2 separate regions of the Zea mays genome follow, and region 1 is linked to region 2. The links are chromatin contacts, called in public Hi-C maps. All regions are on one chromosome and are shown on one strand. The core of a region is the stretch at or near the end of the contact, and the rest is flanking DNA. Distances in the headings are between cores, read along the strand shown.

What was found. A called contact is a pair of places that touch in the nucleus more often than the background predicts.
Region 1: a contact with region 2 is called in a Hi-C map of tassel, with 3 times the contacts expected there. The contact joins the promoter of LOC103650892 here to the promoter of LOC100278343 in region 2. A contact is called at or near these places in 4 of 25 Hi-C or Micro-C datasets (ear, endosperm, leaf and 1 more).

Annotation. Positions count from the first base shown.
Region 1 is chr3:172,841,755-172,845,546 of Zm-B73-REFERENCE-NAM-5.0, reverse strand. LOC103650892 (60S ribosomal protein L5-1) reads left to right here and starts at 2,054. Exons shown (of 9, transcript XM_008676480.3): 1 at 2,054-2,434; 2 at 3,324-3,396; 3 at 3,488-3,579; 4 at 3,701-3,792. The coding sequence starts at 2,432.
Region 2 is chr3:172,427,418-172,431,088 of Zm-B73-REFERENCE-NAM-5.0, reverse strand. It overlaps LOC100278343, which reads left to right and starts at 1,942. Exons shown (of 5, transcript NR_158670.1): 1 at 1,942-2,366; 2 at 3,121-3,491.

The sequences.
Region 1 (3,792 bases), core at 805-3,304, 410 kb before region 2:
GAGGGTGCGAATGTTGCGGCAGGAGAAGAGACCAGTATGGATTCCGAGAAGGCTATAGCCCCTAGATGCCGAGTTAGCCGAAGTCGAGGTGGCCGTGGTCGGGAGACACGCATTAGGAGCCTGTTCTTTGGAAGGGTTCGACGTTCGAGCATCAATGATCGGCAGGGCGACACAACAAAAGAGCACCGGCAGGCCGACCTTTCTGCTTCTTCGTTCGTCCGGACGTTAAGGAGACCCGCCAGGGAGGTCGACGGCAGCTCATGCGTCTGCATCGATCATGGTGTCCGCGCCCGCGGCAGAATAGAAGGGGAACGACGGATCCGACCAGGGAGGCCACTGGAGCGATGGATCCGGCCGAGAAGACGCGATCCGGCCAAAGGGACGACAGATCGAGCCGAGAAGGTCACAACAACGTGGATCCGGGCGGGAAGGCCGCGACAGCGACGGATCCAACGAAGACGATGAAGGGGAGGGTGACGGGGCGGTTCCAGCTGGACATGGGCCTACTCCGGACCTAGCAAGGGTTGTCGACGCTAGCGACGGAAAATGCTCATGAGGTTGGCGCAACTGGGTGGCGGCGGCCAGCCCTGGACGCGGCGGCTGCGTGGATCCGGGCGGCGCTGTAGAGCCTTAGGAGGGAGGGGTGAGCAGCGCAGGGCCCTACTCGGCCATGGACGAGGAGTCAACAACATAGAAGGAGAGAGAGAGCCACTGTCGTGGGCGCCTGCTGCGGTGGTGGCGAGGCCACCCACACCACAGGTTGTCGCGGCAAGGTCGCCCACGCCCGCTGCAGCGGCAGTAGGGCAAAGAAGCGTGCCCCGCGACGAATCTGGGCCCACGAGCAGCGCCGTGGTTGGATCTAGGCAGGCGAGCAGAGGTTGCCGGCAGGGAGGGGTCGTCGCGCCACCAGGTTGGAGGTGAGGGGTGGCCGCACTGTTGGGAGGGGGTGGCGCGCCCATCGACACGAGCGGCTGTAGCTGCGATCGTGACCGAGAGGGGGGGTGGGGTGGGCGCGCGGCTGAGGGCAGCCGCAGCCGCAAGCAGGCGAGCCCGCCCACCGCCACCACTCCACTTGAGAGCGAGCAAGCCTAAGGAGGGCGGTCGTCGGGGCAACGCCGAGCCGCGGGCGCACGCACATCGAGGAGAGCGCGACACGGGCTCACGAGCGCGTGGACGCGGACGCGCGCAGGGTAGGCAGCCGACGGCGCGGGCGTGCACCGCGAGGCACGAGCGCGCGTGTGGACGGCGGGTGGCACCGCAAGGGTCTCCGGCGCGGATTCAGCGGGTGGGAGAGTAGGGGCACAGGGCTTGGCGGCCAGGGAAGGCTTGGCCTACGGAGGGGAAGGGAAGCTGCCCCCTGCCCCCAGGAGGGAGGGTTGAGTCTCCCGGGGGTAGCAGCTAGGAAGACAGTGGCTGGCTATGGGGGTGGGTGGCGCCTGTTGTGGGTTGGGGAAACCCTAATCCTAAATCTAGTATGATACCATGTAGAATGTAGAAGTATAAAGTGTTTGATATATTGATATGAGAGGTTTGCTACGACAAACAATCTATTAGGGTCTCCAAGTTGCAGTTGATCAGTGTGAGGCTTGCTACGACATTCCTCCTTTTTTTTATCAGCTGAAGCAGTACACAGGAACAGTGTTTCTTCTCCTACTCAACCAGCGGCAGCAGCTGCGGCTACAGCCTACGAGCGTTTTTGTTGGGCACCGGTGCCGCTGGTTGCTAAGGTATATAGAGCTAGAATGGCATGACAGGGCTATGTTGCTGCTCCTTTCAGATTCACCATGTATTTTTGGGCTGTCATCTATGCAAATGTGTTAGTTTGAGTGTAGCGAATCTTACAACAAAACTTTCTTGACTCCACCCTTTTACCTCTAAATGTTGCTTGACTTGAAGGTGGACTGTAGCCTGTAGGGTAGTCCTGTACTAGTCACGAGCTCTACCGTTCAGCCCTCATTTTTGCTGCCAGGGTGAACAATAAATTCCAAGACGAAAAAAAACATCATCTAGCAGAGTGTAAAGAGTAAAGACGAATCCAAGGTACCAGCATAGATACTATTGGAATTCCAAATTTTGGAGAACAAAACTCGTCAGAGTGGCCAAACAATACAGCGGATGCTGCTCCAGTACAAAAAAAAAAAACAGGCCCATCAATTCATGAACTCATCACTCACCGAACATCTCTACCATTCTAGCCCACCAACACCGACGGGAGGCCCATTTGTCCCAGCAGCACGCTCGAACCGATCCTGGCCATCCATCCCAGCGACAAGACGCTATCGGCCCGTCCACCGGCTAGGGTTTCCCCAGAGTTAAAAGGCCCGGAGGAGGCGCCCCTATAAACCCTTCCCTTCTGTCGCTGCTCCCACCTCTAGCCCGACAGGTGAAGCCGCCGCCGCTGCAGTGTCCATAGCCACCGCAGGAGACTGAGATGGTAAGATCACGGGCTCTTCCGCTATCATTCTGCTTATTCGTTCGATTGCTGCGCCTGTGATTGTGCAACTAGCGTTTACTTGGGTAGATTTCTTCACTAGTGGAGGGACTGGAGTGGCAAGGGCGTAAGTAGCCGCCGCGTTCAGTTAGCGCGGTGATGGGTCAGCATGCTGGCTGGAGGAAGGCTACACTTGTGGCACCGAGCGATTCGTGCTCGGATCGACGTTTAGGTAGAAGAAGTATATTGGATGGGCCTTTCGGTATTATTTTTTTGGATGTCGACCAAAAAATGTTTGATCGAAGGGAGGGCTCCGGACCCTTCTGCCCAATTGACTAAGTGGCCTACTGTTCGTGGCTATAGTCGTTTAGTTTATCAGTTATTGCATCTGCTATATAGCGTATTTGTGATTGTATGTTCACGCGAGGATCTATTGTTGAAAGTCTGTCATTTGGTCGTTTCTTAATCTTTCCAGGGATTACGATTCTCCATTTCTTGAAAGGTTTCAATTGTTCTGGAAAAAAACTCTGTTATGTTTACTAGATCTGTACACTATAATGGATATAACTGTTTTTATGCCTCTGCAAAATTTTGCGGATTCTTTCTATTGATGTTGATGTGTCATGAGAGCTATCTTAATTTGGTGTCACGGTTCCTTGACAAGTATTGGACTATTGGTAGAATGTTCTCGCCATATGTACTGCATCTATATTATTGACTCAGCTGTGACTCTTGATAAATATGCATTTGCAGCTTTGTTTGAGTATGACACTTACTGAATAGTTTTTGGTTGACAACTTAGTGAAGTCTGTTGTATGCATACTTGACAGAATTCATGCTCAACCTTACCTGTGCGTTTAACTATTTGTGTACCTTTCGGTTATCTCCCCAGGGGGGTTTTGTCAAGACCCACAAGACCAATGCGTACTTCAAGCGTTTCCAGGTGAAGTTCAAGAGAAGGCGCGGTATGTTTTGTCTGCTCTTTTGATGTTTGCATTACTATCATTTTTATTTCCTGTTTGATTGAAAGCCTTTTTCTATTGACCTTGTTTGCAGCTGGCAAGACAGACTACAGGGCCAGGATAAGGCTGATTAACCAAGACAAAAACAAGTACAATACACCCAAATACAGATTTGTTGTGCGATTTGTATCCTTTGATTCCTTCATCATTTGTTTTCTTTGTTCTTTAATCATCTGGTTTCTGCTTATTACTATGGTACTTGAGCTCCAGTGGCATAATATTGTACCTCTTAACTAGACCTCCTTAGACCAACAAGGACATCACAGCACAAATCATCTCTGCTAGTATAGCAGGTGATATGGTTCTTGCTTCTGCTTACTCGCATGAGTTGCCACGATA
Region 2 (3,671 bases), core at 693-3,192:
CTTCCAGGACTACATTTAGCAGATGCGGTTGCGCCCCTCGAGATGTCGGTCCTCAACGAAAGCCATGGACTCATGCCCAGCACATGACGACCATCGTAGGAAGGCTCTGACCCTAAACTGCATTAACACCACATAAACCCCTAAGCAATTCACAAGGATTACCCAGGGGCTCGGGGGAAGCATCTAGCAGATGCGCTTGCGCGTGTCTGGGATTTCGGTGCTCAACAAAAGTTTCCGCACAACTCTAAAGAGTTACATAAAGGCTCGAGGGATGTTGTCGGGTACCTGGAAACTAGGTACCCAAAGTAGGTCCATAAACTCTTAATGGCCCACTCGTCGACCGGCCTACTACCAAGCAACACAGTGAAGCGGAGTAGCCGACCAATCCTCCACTGGGCAACCCTGCGAGGCGGAACGAATGACCGGGCTCTTTGTCGAGCAAACCTGTGAGGCGGAGCGGATGATCAAGTCGCTGCCAAGCAACCCCGTGAGGCGGAACAACCGACCAAGTCCTGGCCGACCAACTCGACGAGGAGGAGGCAAAATCCCAGTACGACCGACGAACATCAACATAATAAGATGGTTCTCCACCAAACTACGTCTGGACCACAGGCACGACATACCGTAGGCGCACCAAGAGGTCACTATCGGCATGATTGCAGGCCCCCACATACGGTCCCAGACGTGTCCCCGCTGACTTGTGGGGCCACTCAACCCCGATTGTGGGGACCTCAGTGTCGGAGTCTCTGTAGTTACCCGCATATAGGAATAGATGGGACAATACACCATAACGGGTGTATGCCTACGCATACAGGAATGTGTCACAAGGCTCATGACGATAGACAAAGTTGCACCACGCACGACCCCAAAACACGTAGTAGAACTATCCCTGGTAGGGGTCACTACATCAGCATGAGACTTGCTATAGGGACCCGTATACCATGCATACGAAGTGTTACGCCATAACGGGAGTATGACTGAACACGACCCTACGGACGATGTCAGGAGAACTACGTCACTCAGAGGCAACATACCAGGCACCCTCCAGGAGAATACAAGTCCACACTGTAAGGTCCTACCCTTGAGTTATAAAAAGGCAGGGGCCCCTCCTTCTTCCCACACACCAACAGTTTTAACACGCTCCAAGGCAATACAACGATCAACACTAAACTAGACTAGGGCACAAACTTGGACCAGTATAAACCATTTGTCTCAAATTCCACATTCGAGTCCCAACGATTCATCATTCGGAGTGAGTCCGCGCTAGCATCTCCCACCCAACACAAACCTTGTTGTCCCCCGGTTTTCGAAACGATGACAAGAGGTGCTTCACGAATTGGAATTTTATACCTTCACGTGAAGTTGAGGATAAGGGCATGTACAATCCAATTAAACGAGGGATCTCTTAGGGGTTAAGTGAAAATAAAAAAATTAAGAGACAATCTTTTCATGAAGAGCGAGTCTCTATACGACTCTGTACATATTGTGTATTGGCAGTATTTAGGGGGTGTTTGGTTAGAGGGACTAAAGATTAGACTCTAGTTTTTTAGACCCATTTAGTCTTTTTTTTTTGCCAAACACTAGGTCTAAAATATGTACTAAAATGATTTAGTCTTTAGTCATTCACACATGTGCTAAAAGGGACTAAATCATATTAATTCCACATTTACCCTTCATTTAATTCAATTGTACTAATAGCAGAAAAATGTTAAAGGTCATTTTAGTCTTCTTATGAGTTATTTAGTATATTCTTACTAATTTTAGCCCCTAGAACCAAACATGTTAGGGACTAAATTTTAATCCTCTAACTAAACTTTAGTTTCTAGACTAAAGAAACCAAACATTATTATGTAAAAGATTAGAATTGTATGATACGATGGTTAGACCTTAGTGGAAAACCGTTCCCATAGCTCAGTGTTGTGCACCTTTGCCACTGGTTCATTTTTTTTCTCCGCTCGAAGCCCTCCTATCTCGATCGATTTTCTCTCTGCTCTGACGGCTCTTGGGAAACCCTAGCCGTCGGGCGCCCTGGGCAAGCCCACCGGAGGACGCCGGAGCCGAAGGGGAGTCGCAAACGCAGAGATCCGGCTACAACGTGGCTTTCCCGACCGGTTGTGGCGGCGATTTCGCATCACATAGATCCGCTCGTGGCCTTCCCTTCTGCGCGGTCGGTGGATCCTCTGGAGCTCCGCTGGCGCCCCGAGCAGGGCTCTCTCGGCGTGGAGGGCGGAGGCAAGGGACGGGTGTGGCAGCGGCTTCGGCCAGCCCACGGCTCCCAGCCCCTGGCGGGCAGCACTCAGTCCCTGGCGGCGAGCTCGTATTCCCAGACCTTGCCTCCACTTTCTGGTGGTTCTAGCAGCAATTCGGTTAGTATTTTAGGAGTCTACAACCAGCCCATAGATTTTGTGTGCGCATATACAAACACTTTGCATATTGTTCCTTTGTATACGTGAATTCCTTCGTACATGTACAACCCTGTATGTGTATGCATCAGATATGAATTTTGTCTGAATTTACAGGGACACTGGTGGATATTTTAGAACAAACACTCGCCTTTTGAAATCAAAGATGCTTGTCATATTTATGTATAAATACCGCCAACTATGAATATACTATTAAAATTACCTCTAAAAATGTCGGTGCAATATCATCTATTTTTTTTAAATTAAGACTGATGAGAACATTGTGAAGAAAACAAGCTCATATGGTGAATACTTCGATCAAGGGTACAAATGACTTTTTTAACTAAATCTTCAAGTTTGTGAAGCTTTACCGTGAAGTTGGTCTATGGTGAAGTTGGTGAAGCTGAGCTTCAAATTTGTGAAGCTGATCTATGTTTTGTGAAGCTGATTTATAGCTCAGCTTCACCAACTTCACCATAGATCAAGAGTTAGTCTGCAAGCCAAACACTTTAAAAACCTCAGCAACTTCACCGTGAAGCTGATCTATGGTGAAGTTGGTGAAGCTGAGCTCTCCCAAATAGGCCCTATAACTGCATACATGCCTACTAACTTTTGTTTTCCAATAGTCACATGCCCTTTACTGTGGTGCCCCCTGTATTTCGAGTTCAGCCTGGTTCATTACGTAGCATGTGTGATTCTTTGCTTGTTTTCGCTCCAGATTTCTGGTGAGAAATTTCACTCCGAAGATGGTTCAACTCTTTTTGCAAGTGCCGGCAGAATGCGGCAGTGTTAATACAGTTGTCGTGGAAGGGAGGAGATCTCTTTTTCACAATGTTGAGTCCATAATCAAGTCATTGACAAAATCAGCAGGCAGGTATGAAGCTCGGCTGTGGCTCTGTGCCACTGTCTCGTTGGTCCATTCGCTCAGTGACTGTGGCCAGAGGGACCTGTTTCTTGATCTCTTAGAGAGGAAGAATTCCAGGCGTGATGTCGCTGCTCGCTTGCTGCGTATGATTTTCGATAAGAAACCCAGAATGGTTGGGTCTATTCTAGCAAGAAAAGGCCATATACTGGAGGATTTCTTCCGAGGTAATTTTCCTAAGAGCTAAAAACTGATTGTATTTTTATCTGTTACTTAAATACATCTTGTTTTGCTTTACTTATACGCCCAAATAATTGCTTATTTGAAACATGTTTGCAAAAAAACCTGTATAAAATAGGCTCCTAACTCAATAGTCTCAATTTGAACTTGTGCTGTCTGTAAGGACT